Regions from separate parts of the Ovis aries genome. Here region 2 is linked to region 1. A link is a contact called in public Hi-C data. All regions are on one chromosome and are shown on one strand. The core of a region is the stretch at or near the end of the contact, and the rest is flanking DNA. Distances in the headings are between cores, read along the strand shown. Region 1 has its middle 110 kb from the start of TRNAG-CCC. Region 2 has its middle 120 kb from the start of NFIL3.

What was found. Hi-C and Micro-C count contacts between places; a contact is called where the count stands out from the background.
Region 2: a contact with region 1 is called in a Hi-C map of skin fibroblasts, with 3 times the contacts expected there. The contact joins two enhancer-like sites. A contact is called at or near these places in 3 of 16 Hi-C or Micro-C datasets (skin fibroblasts and tail adipose tissue).

The regions. Positions count from the first base shown.
Region 1 is chr2:26,044,286-26,049,276 of ARS-UI_Ramb_v3.0, reverse strand. No RefSeq gene overlaps it. Among named protein-coding and RNA genes, the nearest start is that of TRNAG-CCC, 110 kb to the right of the region's middle. Within about 2 kb of position 2,651, at least 36 of the 54 cell types and tissues checked have an H3K27ac peak or open chromatin away from gene starts, as enhancers often do.
Region 2 is chr2:26,579,236-26,583,906 of ARS-UI_Ramb_v3.0, reverse strand. No RefSeq gene overlaps it. Among named protein-coding and RNA genes, the nearest start is that of NFIL3, 120 kb to the right of the region's middle. Within about 2 kb of position 2,601, at least 4 of the 54 cell types and tissues checked have an H3K27ac peak or open chromatin away from gene starts, as enhancers often do.

The DNA of each region.
Region 1 (4,991 bases), core at 1,402-3,901:
GTTCCTCTTCACTTTCTGCCATAAGGGTGGTGTCATCTGCATATCTGAGGTTATTGGTTATTGTAAAATATTGAGGATAGTTCTCTATGCTATACTGTAGGTCTTTGTTGGTTATCTACTTTATATATAATAGCAATAAATAACATTTCAATGCAGTATTTTTAAAAGTCAAAAGTAATGCAAAACCATCCAAGATTGTTAAACAAAGTCCGTCAGTGATGGAGACATGCTGACCTGCCTTGGAGCCTTAAGCAAAAGGAAAACCCAGTAAAATGGATCCCATTTTATCCCCATAACCTAATCGAATCTGGAAGAACATTCGATAAACACAACAAAGGGACATCTACAAAACACCTGACCAGTGCTCTCCAAAATGGACAGGGAGAGCAAGGAGAGCAAACAGCAAGGAGATCAAAGGAATCTCTGAATATTCATTGAAAGGACTGATGCTGAAGCTGAAGCTCTGATACTTTGGCTACCTGATGCAAAGAGCCGACTCACTGGAAAAGACCCTGATGCTGAGAAAGATTGAGGGTAGGAGGAGAAGGGTGCTACAGAGGATGAGATGGTTGGATAAACATGAGTTGGGGCAAACTCTGGGAGACGGTGAAGGACAGGGAAGCCTGGTGTGATGTGGTCCATGGGGTCTCAAAGAGTCTGACGTGACTTAGCAGCTGAACAACGTGTGTGAGGTGCAAGTAGGTATGTGAACATGTACATATGAGAATGTGTGTGGTGTTCAAAGGGTGTATATGTGTGTGTGCACATGTGAGTATATATGTAAGCATTAGCGTTTGTATGTATGTAAGTGTGTATTCCCAGGTGGCTCAGTGGTATAGAATGTGCTTGCCAATGCAGGAGATGCAAGAGATGTGAGTTTGATCCCTGGGTCTCAAAGATCCTCTGGAGAAGGAAATGGCAATTCACTCCAGCATTTTTCCCTGGATAATCCTATGGACAGAGGAGCCTGGAAGGCTACAGTTCGTGAGGTTGCAAAGAGCCGAATATGACAGAGCAACTAAACACACACACACACACACACATACACACACACACACACACACGGTGGTGTGAGGGTGTGTATGTGTTTGTAGGAATGTGTGAGTAAGTGTGAGTGTGTGTGCCAGCAATGGTTGCCCTTGTGGGCTTGGTCCAGTCCTATCGATATGCTGCTGCTGCTGCTGCTAAGTCACTTCAGTCGTGTCCGACTTTGTGCGACCCCATAGACGGGGGGCCCACTGTCTCTGGGATTCTCCAGGCAAGAATACTGGAGTGGGTTGCCATTTTCTTCTCCAAAAACAACATATAGTCTCCCACTTTTGTCAAAAATATACACACATGGAACAGAATAAAACTACCTGAATTGTTTAAAAATACGATAGTATAGGGACTTCCCTGGCAATCCAGTGATTAGTACTCCACACTTCCATGTCAGGGAGCTCGAGTTTGATCACTGGTCGGGGAATTAAGGTCCCACAAGCTCACACCTCGGGGAAGGACCTTCCTAAGTGGAGAGCGTCCCGGTCTTCCATTGTCCTGGTTGTGCCTGGTCTCAGGCTCACCACAACCCTGCAGGTGGCTCATGAGCTGGTCATTATCTGCCCAAGTCGACACAGTTAACAGAGGAGAAGCCCGTGGAAGTCAGAGGAGCTGGTGCCCGCCCCATCACCACAGGAGTCCCAGAGTCCTCGGAAGGAAGGAGGATCCCCGCTGACAGGGAGAACACAGACTCCAGCAGACAGAAGGGGCAGAGGAAGCAGGAAATCTACTGTAAAGACTCCTGTAAATCCGTCTGCTTCCTGAATCACAGTGGTTCTCTGGCTCGTGTTTCCTCCAACATTCTCTGTCTGATTGCATTCTTATATGCGGATACAATTTTCTGCAGTTTCTTTTCAATGGAACCTGAAAGCAATGCACTCCACCCGCTTGGAACACCAGCTGGTAAGCGTCGGACAGCACATGTATGTACGCATGCACTCCTTTCCTTATGTATTAGAGCTTTCAGCAATTCCCCTAAATGAATCATCCCACCAGTCTGAAATTCTTCAGTACAGAGGACGTTTTGTAACCCGCTGAAGTCCGTGGGTGTGTGTCTATTGGACTAAGTGCCTGCAGACACACACGTACACACATACACTCTCACACATACAACACGCTCATACATTCTTTCCTTCTGGGCTGTCATTTGGGTGTGGATCTGAAGATGTTTTCATCATAACAATGAAGAAAGCTATGTCAAGCTTCGGTAGGACGCTGGTTTCTCTTTCACAAAACTGGGTTTGCCCCTCTGAAGGGGGCCCTTGGCTTGCAATCACTTAGAGGTGCACAATGGTGGTGAATAGTTAGCTTCATGTCACTCAGAAATGCAGGGCAATGCAGAGTGTAACAGAGAAGTTGGGGGTCATAGTGTTTTTAAGAAAGCCCTGGGTCCTCATTCTGTGGCAATTCCCCCTCTGCTGGGGTTTCCAAGAACTCCCACCGGGGCTGGGCTGATGGACTTCTTAGCTGCTCCTGCTGAGTCTGCTGGCCACCCCCTTGTTTGTGAAAGTCCGTCTCAAATGCCGTACATGTGAGTCATTATCGTACGTCTTACATCACTCAGCTTCTTTTGAACTTTTGCTCATTAACCAGGCTCCCTTTCTGGAACTTACCATGCGTAAGCATAATGCCTGTTTATTAATGTTTTGGTCCTGAGGTCCTCGCAATCCTGCTGTGTGGTATTGTTTCCATCAGTTAAAATGCCAGCATGAGGGTAATGAAGATGAAAAGGACAAAGTCCAGTTCTCCAGTGAGGACTCTGGCAGAACATACCCAGGCTGTAATTTCAGTCTGTTTTATGCCCCTCTCTTCATTTGTTTAATATCTGATGATTTTATGACAGAGAAACTGTACATACCTCCTTCACTGAGATGAAGTGTTCCCACAGGAATGTCAGGGTTATTAAGAGAATGAGAGGCAGAATGACTAGGAAATAGAGCTGTGTGTTGGTGTGTTACTTTAAATCCACTTAAAATGAAATGTCTCTGAATCTGCTCTTTCTTCCTGTTTGCTGAGGGGCTGTGATTTATGAGTCCTGCGAGCGGAGCTGTCTAGCTCTTTCATCCCACCTGAGTGAGGGGTCTGCAGGCCGGTGGGGCTGGACCACTGTGGCTGAGTGTGAACAGCATCACAGGGGGTCTTGTTTGGGGATTAGACTCCGAGTTGTCACAGCATGTCCTAGAGTCACCAAGTAAAGGCTGTGTTCTCAGAGTGAACTGGAGCCTGGGCAGGAGGAGGCTTGCAAGTGTGTGCAATGTCGAATGACTGCCCCCAAGTGTCCCTCCGTGGGAGATGAGCACGAAGCAAATAGGATGCTACTGCCGCTGCTGCTCAGAGAGGGGCTCTGCTGGTGGGGAGCGCACAGAGAGGAGCCCAGGAGAATAATGAGGAGTGGCCAAAGCTCAGTGGAAGCTGCGCCCTCTGTAGGACCACCTTTCAAAAGCACAGTGCCCTAGCCACGTTTCTAGAGCATCAGCTGTGCGTGCTAAGTCAGTTCAGTTATGTCTGACTCTTTGTGACCCCATGGACTGTAGCCCTCCAGGCTCCTCTGTCTATGGGAATTCTCCAGGCAAGAATACTGGAGTGGATTGCCATGCCCTCCTCCAGGGGATCTTCCCGACCCAGGGATCAAACCTGCGTCTCTTATGTCTCCTGCATTGGCAGGTGGGTTCCTTACCACTAGTAGCACCTGGGTCAAATGTTCACTCTCCCTTGTGGGACAAGCACTGTCCTTGGGGCTGAGCAGCATCTTGAAGAAGGTGATGCCTGTAAGGTAGCTGTGCCTAATGGGATGAAGGGCCATCTTTTCTGGCACCCTGTTGACCTGCTGTGCTCCTTTGTGTGAATTTTACAAAGGCCCCCTTAGCAGAACACACTTCCTTGGTGTCTTCACTTGTACATTCAGCCCAGGTGAGCAGACCTTCAGGCTGGATCAGGTCGCCTCTGCCCTGTGGCTGGGCAGAATGGAACAACTTAAGTGGTGGCCCTTCAGATAAATTGCACCCTCTTACACTCCATCCAAGCTGGCAGTGGATGAAATCCTCAAAAAACTGTAGAGTGGGCTGAATGTTATACCCCAGAGCTTGGAGCTCTTAGCCAGTGGGCTGGCCTCCTTATCTCCTTACTTTAGGCCAGTTCAGGCCAGCTCTGCTCATTTTCCATGTGTTTCCTCCAGATTCCCTTTTACCAAGTTTCAGGTTTGTTTCAGTTCTCATAATTTTAATTCCCAGGAGCCCTTCTTAATCTCTGATTGTTCCTTGTTGTGTCAACTATTCTTGATTAATGGATACAATGTCTTCTGTTATTTCTCCTAAGATATTAATGACAATTTTTTTTGAGGCTGTGTTTTGTTTTCTGTCTTATCTCTACTTATCTGATTTGGTCTTTCTCCTTCCTTCTCTCCCTTCATTCCTCTCCCCACTTCTCTTTCTTTTAGCTCTCTCTTTCATATTGGAAGATTTCCTGAAGTGCTTGGGAAATCCTTGCCTATTCTTGTTAAAGAGACAGTTGACAGAGATCTGATTGTTTCAGGGGCAGGTTGTGCCACGTGGGGACTACCTTGCAGGGGCCTGTGAGTGTGTGGGTAGATAGGGATCCACAACCTTCTCTTTTTAAAATTGATTTTAATTTTATTAAAAAAATTTTATTGGAGCATAGCTGATTTGCAATCTTGTGTTAGTTTCAGGTGTACAGCAAAGTGAATCAGTTATACATAAACATATATCCACTCTTCTTTAGATTCTTTTCTTATATAGATCATTACAGAGTATTGAATAGAGTTCCCTGTGCTATGCACTGGTTCTTATCAGTTACCTATTCTATATAAAATAGTGCATACATTGGGCTTCCCTGGTGGCTCAGATGGTTAAAGAATCTGCTTGCAAAGCAGAAAACCTGGGTTCAATCCCTGGATGGGAAGATCCCCTGGAAGAGGGCATGGCAACTCACCTCAG
Region 2 (4,671 bases), core at 1,352-3,851, 530 kb before region 1:
TCCTGACCCAGGGATCGAACCCTGGTCTCCTGTGTCTCCTGCAGGCAGGGAGATTTTTTACCACTAGAGCCACCTGGGAAGCCCTCTAGAAGCTTACTTTTGAATAAGACTTCTGAGTGTGCCATGGCTTCCCATTTTGACACTGATCCTCACCAGAATAAGAAAGGGAATATATTATAACCCCCATTTTGTGGACAAGAGAACTGAGGTCTGGGAAATGAAGCTATCTCACAAAAACACAAGTGCAAGTAGCAAAGTGGAACATTGATCCTAGTCTCAGGCACCAGCATACTATTCTTTACAGCATTCATCCTTCCAAAAAATATTGATGACATATTATGTACCAAATGCTGGGCCAAGGGCTGAGAAGGCAAAGCTTCCGAGTTAGAGGACTTGCATGAGATGAGGAGATGAGTCCAGAGTTACAGGGAGGCGTGGGAGAGTGGCATCCACGCTGATACTGACAGACCTCTAACTCAGCTGAGGTTTCAAGTAAGGGATCCTTGAGACAAGAACCAGGGAGGTTTAGAAGAAGCCAGTTAGGGTGGCTGCAAGATGAAGAACGTCCAGGAAAAATAAGTGTGAAGACAGGGAGGGTGAAACAACTTGAGGCTTTTGGAGACATAACAAATAGAGTGACTGGAGCAAAGGGCCCTAGAGGGGCGCTGGAGAAAGAGTGACAGCTAGAGCAATCTGGGTGGGCTTCTCTAAGGGGCTGGGAGTCACCCTGTTGCAGCTCAAAGCGGGCAGTTGGGAGGCTCCGTCCGGGCTGTGCCCTCAAGCCATCTTGGGAGAAGCGCAGGGGTTTCTGACTTTTCCCTTGGATACTCGGATAGTCCTTATAAAATTAATCTTTCTTTTCTTGGTAGGAGTATAGTTGTTTTACAATGTTTTGTTAGTTTCTTTTTTATTTTATTTTTTTTAATGTAAATTTATTTATTTTAATTGGAGGTTAATTACTTTACAATATTGTATTGGTTTTGCCATACATCAGCATGAATCTGCCACAGGTATACACGTGTTCCCCCTCCCTCTTCCCTCCCCGTACCATCCCTTTGGGTCGTCTCAGTGCACCAGCCCCGAGCATCCAGTATCATGCATCGAACCTGGACTGGCGATTCGTTTCATATATGATATTGTTGTGTTAGTTTCTACTGTAGAGCAAAGTGAATCAGCGATACACATATATCAGCTATATATACGTGTGTCTATATCCCCTCTTTTTTGGATTTCCTTCCCATTTAAGTCACCGCAGAACACTGAGTTCCCTGTAGCACTCAGTTTTAACTGCTTGCCCCAAGCACATCATAATTCTGTCTCATTACTCCCTTTCTCTTCCCTCAGAAGGCCATTTGTTCAGCCTCTGTGGTGAGGGTTGGGGCACAGAGAGCTCCACCGTGATGGGCAGACTGTGGCTCCACATGAGCCCCCACTCCGAGGCCTGTGCTAAGGGAATAATGAGCTGCCAAGCAGGGAGGTCCTCAGGGGTTCTGGGAGGTGACCTGCAGCCCAGGGCAGAGCTGGGTCATCGTGAGGTGTAAGAACAACCCAATGGGGATGCTCTGGAAGTAGCTGAATGTTTGCATCTGGAGCTCACGAGAGAAGCCAGGGCTGCGGGTGGAGAACATTTTTGTTACCTGATGTTTTAGAAAGAGAAATAGGGTTCTCTGAATCCCTCTGCAGTTTACCTGTCATCGCCAGCCTCTGTCCTTTCTCTCCCAAAGAAGGAGAGAAATATACAGAGACAAAGCAGTTAGTGGAAAGCTTCATATCACATTTTTGGGAAGGCATGATATTCTGACAGTTTAACTTGATGGCTATATTTTCCATCTCAGTCATATTTCCTGACAGGTTATACAATACTTTTTTCCTCAGTATTCCGCATTAGCTAACTGGCCATTTTAGTACTGACTTGCAAGAGTATAAACATTTAGGGAATTTTTTGCAATGACAAGAAGAGATAGTATGTTTGAAGCCAGTGAGCTAGTTATGTTTAGGAAAATCACCATGGGATTTAAATGATGCATTGATGTAATGCAATTGGTGGTTTATGAAAATTCTTTTAGACTAACCTCGGCTGTATAAGCACAACCACATTCCTTGCTAGTGAATAGCAGGCAGGGCCCAGTGGAATCATTTTTTAAGTATTTCATTATTAACCTTTCACTTTCTACCTCTCAAGGGAAGAGGGGGCTGGCTGGGGAGGGGAAAGGACTTCACAGTAAAATTTTCTGTTGGAGCTGTTTGAGGCTATAAGGAGTAAAAGGGAAAATCCAGAAATAGTTTAGGAAATTAGTCATCTGTCTTCAGACTGTGTTCAGTTATAGTATTGTGTTCTGCATAACTACTTTATGGACTTTTTTAAAAAGTGGAAATCTGGAAAGATTAATAATCACTTGTGTAAAGCCCTAAAGGTCCAATTTCATGTCCAGAAACTAGACGGAAAAAAGCTCCCATTTGCTAAAACTGTCAAAATAATTCCCATGATACAAAATTATGTTCTGGGAACTGGAAAAACATCTTGACTTTCTCTACATTTCCTAGTTTTGGGTTGCTAAATACCAATAATTAGGTTATGCTAGATGTTGCTTATTTAAACCTATAATCTATTAAAAGCATTTTCCATTGCTTACGTACACATACATTATGATGTTATGCATTAAGACATACCTATTCAATTTCTTTAAAGTGTACTAAAGGAGATCTAAAATGGGAAAAAAGCAGTATCCCAGTTTCTCTGTTCCTATTACTCTGCCAACTTACTATCATGATCATTCTAAGACTGTTCTTTTTCTCTTTGATGTTCTATTAAAATGTACCTCTTAAAGTAATAGGGGAATCCGAGAAAGTGGAATGGAAGACAATACAGAAAAGGAAAGAAAAGAAAAAAAAAGAGAGAAGGAAAATGAAACAGCGTATGGAGTCATAATGAGTCAGCACAGTCAGCCCTGGAGAAACCTCATGCTTAGTTTGAGGCCACATCGGACTTTCCTATAAACCCCTCAGCCTTCTGATGCATACGACTTGTATTGATGAAAAGTTCTTTTCATCTGAAGAAAACAGTTCAGAGAGCATCACACAGTTTGAAGGAGCTTCTGAGAATGTAAAGGGCAGACTACCCTAACAATATGCCATATGGAACTGCACAGTGCAGGCAGTGCCTGCAGACTGCGGAACCACATCTGAGTCAGTTAGGTGCTTCAAGTTGCAAGTAACAGAATAGTTAGCAGTGTTTAAGCCAATAGAAGACATTCTCACTTGCATTTGCTCACCAGGGCATCTGGTTAAAATGCAGATGCTCATCAGTAGGTCTCCATGGACCCCAGATCCTGAATTTCTAACAAGCTTCAGGTAATGGTGATATTGCTGGCCCATGGGCCACACTTTACTTTGAGTAAAAACTCTTTAAAAACCAGGGTCATAACTGTCTTGTACATCAAGATAGTGGACGTTCCCAGGCTGGTGCAGCAACTTGAGATTCCAGCGAGAACCAGACTCGCTGCAGCTTCCTTCCTACCACCCTTAGTGAGGGCTTTGTTGTTTCTGATGGCAAGTGTCGCATCCTCGCACAAATGATTGTTGCTGCCACATACAAACTTTTTCCTTCTTTGGCTCCCAGCAGACTTCCTATTAGCCAGGATTGCTTAACATCCCCATGCTAGCTTCAAAGGAAGCTGGAAGAGCCCCTTGGCCTTTCCAGGCTGTGTGGAAGGCAGCCTTGTAATCAAAGCAGTGGGCATGGAAGGAATCAAAGGTGGGTTGGCACCCCCACCTCAGGCAACTGCAGCAGGAGAAATGATGCTACCATCATGCAGAGACTTGCAGTAGGAAAATCAAAGTCAAGTGAGGTATACTTTGAGATTTTTGAGTAAAGATCTGCTTTTACCTAGACAGTATAACTGTATTATATTTAATGTTAATAAGCAAGTATTTATATTATAAAATATATTTAATTATATTTAATGTTGCTAAGCAATAAAAATAGGAACTAAAGAGTCTCTTGATGAGGGTGAAAGAAGTGAGTGAAAAAAGCTGGCTTAAAACTCAACATTCAAAAAAAAAAAAACTCAACATTCAAAAAACTAATGGACTTTTGGACTCTGAGGGAGAGGGAGAGGGTGGGCTCATTTGGGAGAGTGGCACTGAAACATGTATACTATCATGTAAGAGACGAATCGCCAGTCTATGCTCAATACAGGATACAGGATGCTTGGGGCTGATGCAGGGGGATGATCCAGAGAGATGATATGGGGTCGGAGGTGGGAAGGCGGTTCAGGATTGGGAACTCATGTACACCCATGGTGGATTCATATCAATGTATGGCAAAACCAATGCAGTATTGTAAAGTAAAATAAAGTAAAAAAAAAAAAAAAAAAAAAAAGGAAAGGAAAGGAAAGATCGTGGCATCTGGTCCCGTCATTTCATGGCAAATAAAAGGGGAAAAAGTAGAAGTATTGACAGATTTTATTTTCTTGGGCTCCAAAATCACTGTGGACTGTGACTGCAGCCACAAAATTTAAAGACACTTGCTCCTTGGAAGAAAAGCTGTGACCAACCTAAAAAGCAGAGACATCACTTTGCCTGCAAAGGTCCGTCTAGTCAAAGCTATGGTTTTTTCATTAGTCGTGTACAGATGTGCTGAGTGCTGGAGAATTGATGCTTTCAAATTGT